2 separate regions of the Gossypium hirsutum genome follow, and region 1 is linked to region 2. Evidence: chromatin contacts called from public Hi-C data. All regions are on one chromosome and are shown on one strand. The core of a region is the stretch at or near the end of the contact, and the rest is flanking DNA. Distances in the headings are between cores, read along the strand shown.

What was found. Hi-C and Micro-C count contacts between places; a contact is called where the count stands out from the background.
Region 1: a contact with region 2 is called in a Hi-C map of fibers, with 2.3 times the contacts expected there. The contact joins the promoter of LOC107901857 here to the enhancer-like site in region 2. A contact is called at or near these places in 5 of 34 Hi-C or Micro-C datasets (fibers, leaf and seedling).

Annotation. Positions count from the first base shown.
Region 1 is chrD06:53,118,549-53,121,248 of Gossypium_hirsutum_v2.1, reverse strand. LOC107901857 (O-fucosyltransferase 23) reads left to right here and starts at 1,284. Exons shown (of 2, transcript XM_016828016.2): 1 at 1,284-1,722; 2 at 1,900-2,700. The coding sequence starts at 2,064.
Region 2 is chrD06:52,994,717-52,997,416 of Gossypium_hirsutum_v2.1, reverse strand. No RefSeq gene overlaps it. Among protein-coding and RNA genes, the nearest start is that of LOC107901862, 8.1 kb to the right of the region's middle. Within about 2 kb of position 1,351, at least 4 of the 9 cell types and tissues checked have an H3K27ac peak or open chromatin away from gene starts, as enhancers often do. A contact at or near this core is called in fibers, where this site is marked.

The DNA of each region.
Region 1 (2,700 bases), core at 35-2,534, 120 kb before region 2:
ATTTTTAGTGATTTTTACTTATTATTTAAATGAAATTACTTAAAAATATTGATGTATTGAAATAATGTTATGTTAAAATTGAACATCGATAATGATAATATAGAATGATTGCAAAGCAATAAGAAAGAAAAATAAGCTATACAGATTTTATGTGAAAACCCTTTCGGGAAAAAACTACAGTAGAGGAGAAGAAAATTTACTAATGTAAAATCGAACAATATAAGAGGAGTTTCGATTAAATCTATTTAAAGGTTGAAAAACCTTATTCTAATCAATGTCAAATAGACAAAGTGTAGTTCTATACAGATTCTACTTCGGCCCTCGGCCTTAAGCCCTATACATATACCCTAATTTTAGCATTGTATTATTTCTTTAATAGGATTTGAGTCACACAACTCTAACACTAACCATTTATCTTATTAAAATGCCAATAAAAGTTAAACTAAAAAATGAATGAATATTTTTTTATAAGAAAATATGGATAATCTTAAGTCATATGAAAATATAATTTAATGTTGATAAGTAATATAAATTTATCTTTAATAAAATAATTTTTAATATTCAAAATTTAATAATTCTAAAAGAATATTATTTTAATGTCAATATAATAATATAATTAACAATAAATTATATTTTAGTCTGTTGAAAAGATTCTTTGAACCCAGTATTTTTTCTATTTAAAACTAAAGTGTTATATATATATATATTTTATATTAAACTTTTTGGTTAATGAAAAAAATAATAATTTAAATATGAAGTAATTCTCTACAAAATATAATATTTTTATTTATTATAAATTTATTATAACAAAAGTCTTTTGAAAGAATAAAAATTTTTATTTATAAATATGATAAATTTTTGGGATAAATCTCAAAATTATTCATGAAAGTTGATTTAATGTGTAATTTGATACATGAAATTTAATTTAAAGTAATTATACACAAGAAACTTGAATTGTGGTTCATATGAATTTATGAAATTTAATTTTGATTCAATTATTAACATTTAAAGAAATGAATACATACATGTATATTCAAATTGGATTAATATAAATGTTTGTGTATGCAATATATAAACGTAAAATGATGCTAATTCGACAATATTGTTAGTGATCTGTGAAAATCAAATCAAATCAAAATTTTATTTATAAAGTTTTTGTATAACATTAGATATTATATATAGTTTTAATATTTGTCTGTAAATATAAAATTATTTTATAAAACAAATAATTTCTCAATTAATTTGATTAATAGATAACGATCATCTTAGTAAATCCTTGTTTTGGATTTGACCTAATGAGACAGTTAAAGGGCATTTATCAATGATCATATTATTTCCTCAGCCTTCCGACTCCTTTGCACTTCCATTCTGTTGGCAATTTTCCCACAACTATACCATCCTATTTTCCAACATTTATTCTTGTTTATTGTCCTCAATTCATTCTTTTGAATCTTTCACATATTATTTTTTAATCTATTATTAAAAAGAAAATAGACATGTTGTCTTTAATCATGTCTTGATCCATTCTTGGTTGTCATATGATGGTGATGGCCATGGATTGGCTTGATTTTGGTTCATGTGAATTCAGCCTTTTCTGTATTTCTTTCCCATGCATGATCATCACTTTCTCGTTCTTTGTTTAAAATTTGTTGTCTTTTTCAATCCTGGGTCTTGCTCGAAATTCAAGTTCCTTTTGTCTCTACTTGCAGATTCCACAGCAAGGTAAACTTTTTAGCCAACTTCATCATCTTCTTCCGTCTCTCCTTCTCTTTTTTTTTTTTTTTTGTTTTTGAAAAATATGGTAGACAGGGTTTTCTTTTGGCGTTCATCATCATCCAATCTCTTATTTCGTCTTGCTTAAATGGATTCTGATGATAATTTCTTTTATGAATTATGCAGATTGTGATATCCAAGTGACCTTTTTGATGTCTTCTCAACTCTAGATGCCTGTAATTCCCAAGGTTGTAGTGATTATAAGACTCGGTATGTGCTAAACCCGTTGTTAAATTCTCCTATTCAATGAGGTTGGTTATGAGAAGGATGTAAAATTTTGTGAATTATAAATGGACTTGTCCTCTACCTGTAAGCTTTCGAGGTTATTCGGCTGCTTTTTCACTCCTTTAACATGCAAATGTTGCGTTGCTTTGGTCACTATTGCTCTGTTTTTCAGAGCTATCTTTCTTCATTCATTTTCTGGCTACGGTGTGATCAAGTCGAATAACCTACGCTTGATTCTAAGCCCCTCTTTACACTTGGAATCTCATGAAGGGATTCGTGGAGATAAGTTCTTGGAAGTTCCTCAAATTGTGTGGGGATTAAACAATCAGAAGATAGCATTTGCAAGAGCTTGTCTAACAGCTAGAATGTTGAACCGAACTCTTTTGATGCCTAGCTTAAGTGCTTCACTTTTCTACAAGGAAATTGACCTCTTGCACCCTATTTCCTTTGATCAAGTCTTCCAATATGAAAGGTTTAATTCACTTTGTAACCGGTTTGTACGGTTGGGTCGTTACTCGGACCTTGGGAATCAAACAAGAAAATATGATCTCCGAAAGGGAAGTGGAAGAAAGTGGACAGTTGAGAGAGACCTGGAGCAGCTGAAGCAAAGCAGCCGAGGTCCTATTGATAAGTACCAAGTGATTAGTATGGCTGGAAAGAATCCGTTTCTTTGGCATGATCATTGGCCCGTTAAGGACTATG
Region 2 (2,700 bases), core at 102-2,601:
GTACCATACTTCCACATGATTTTTCTTATGGAAAAAGAAATGCATTTATTTTTAGTGTGAAAGTTGATGGCAAAGGTGGGGTTTTGGATTCACAAAAACTATTTCCAATTTCCAAATTTATACATGAATTAACATTAATGTTTACAATTTCTTTTCTATGCCTACCTTTTAATTATTAGTCTACAATTAATGGGTTTTCTTGCATTCCAAACACCTCCAATTTGTCGGTGCCATACTAGGGTTTTAAAGTTTTTACCCGAGCAAGATAAAAAAGTTGATTGAAAATTTTGCAACTTCAAACAAAAAAATTCCAGGTGAAATTCACTAATAGTTTTTTTTTATATATATTTTAATAATAAAGATAAAATAAAAGTCATAAATTAGTTAAATACTTACTTGCAAGTTTACAAATAGTATAATAATTAAATATTATTTTTGAGTTATTAATTCTACAAAATAATATAATTCAATTTATCCATATGAGACATTCTTTATTTCTCTCATACATATATTGATCAGTTAGCATTAATATTATTGTCAGTATAAGAAGACATGAGTTTAAATGTTCTTATTTAAAGGTTGAGAAAGAGTTATGAGTAATTTTAGGCATTATATAAAAAAAATAACCGATATGTGAATTTTTAAAATTATAGTAAAATAAAAAAAAAAGCACTTGAATGTATAAAAAAAACATCCATGAATGGCATTGGGATGGGTGCTTTTGATACTTGACGGACAACGTTCACTTCTGTTTGCATTAAGACTTTGACCAAATCCCATTTTATTATTAGGCTTAAGTACCTAAATTATAACACTTTCTCTAAATTGATATCTGAAATTTTTATTTTGTCATAATTGTATCTATACTATTAAACTTTTATTTATTTTATCCCACCCGTTAGTCCGCTTAAGAAAAAAAATTCCACTTACTTACTACTTACCACGTAAATATCTTTCTTTTTTTTTTAAAATAGTACTACAACTTGTTAATTGACATTGCAATGATGGTTGGTCGCAGCCTCGCCAGTTGTCGAATTTAGTATCTATGTACGCGGACGAGAATGCTTCTAAGCTTAGTTCAATAGGGAAAAGTATGCCGATGAAATTGTAAAACGTGTGGGGATTGCTTCCGCCGACTAAAACTCTTCCGCCACAATGTAACGTCGTTGTGGAATGGTACATCTAAGGGATAGTGGTTGCGTTTTGAATCTCGAACCGTGAGCCAATATCATTTTAGGGTCGGTACAAAATCGGACTCAAAACTAAGTCCCGGCCCTGTTCCCATCCGGCTGTCCCCAACTCGGCACCGTTGATGAGCCAGACGTTGTTGTTTGGAAGCAATACTATGTCACCATGACTCTAGCTAAAGGCATAGTCTCCATTGCCCATTCTAGATTCGGGTCAATTATTTTAATTCGAGCACATGTATCCAAGGCAGCCATGAAAATACCTTTTAAAGATTGAAGGCAAGATCCTTTAGGAGCACCACCACATACTAGAACTTTAGCTTCAATGGCTGAAGCTTTCAAGTTCTTCAATGGAAGCAAAACGACTGAAGTAAGGGTCCAGTGGTGAGGCAATGATGCAAAGAAGGAAAGGGAGGAAGGAGCTGCTATTTTAGTAATATTTTGAAAAAAAAAATAGATACATATTTTTTCTAACAGGATTAATAGTTGGGGTAAAATAGATAATTATTTAATAGCTTATGTATTAGTTTTGACAAAAGAAAGTTAAGATATTAATTTGGGAAAACTAGTATAGTTTAAGTACCATTTTATTGTTTAAATCTTATTATTAGTAAAGACTACCATAAGAACACGAGAAATCAATCCAGCAAAAATCTATATAATATACGTATCATTTGAGTTAAAACTCAAATAATATATATTACAATTACAAAAAAAAAAACTAGTAAAATTATGGATGAAATGTGGATCAAATTAAGGCTTGGATGATATTGTTATTATAGTTAGTACAGAAAAACGTGAATTTGATCACGCCGAAATATGTTTATTTTTTTATTTAAATGTCGAGGAGAGGTTATGAATAATTTTATATATATTATATCAAAAAATTATTGATAAAAGTCATAAATGAATGGGTAAGCCCCACTAATGTTTGAGAATATTTAACATCCCTTAACCTACTTGATTGTCATCGTTCCCTTCCAAACACATTCACATTGAAAAGAAAAAGTGGAAATATTTATTTGCCAAAATGTCAAAAAGGAATTGACACCATAAAGTAACAAAGATTAGCAAATAAATGTTAAGAGATGGAGATGTATTATACCCACTACCCTCTTCTTTTCTTCATCTACTTTTTTTTTTATTGCTTTGCTTCCATCATTTCCCAATGTTTTTTCCCCTTCTTTTTTTTCACTTTAACCACCTCTAAAGATAACAAAAGTAAACCTAAACAGGAAGCAATGAACCATTACATCCTAACACACCAAAACAAATTAAAGGAAGAAGCAAAGTACAACTGTAGATAGAAGATATGATCACCTCAATCCATCATTGCTCCGATCAAACGTATATCAATTGTACCATAATCATGTTATACCTATATAGGTAAAGTTATTAGTAATTATGTCCCATTTTGATTGACAGTGAAATTGGTTTTGATGAGATTAAAAGTAGTAATGATAGTAAAATTAATTATTGTTGTGGTGAGGTTTGATAGTTTAGCTGTAAGATT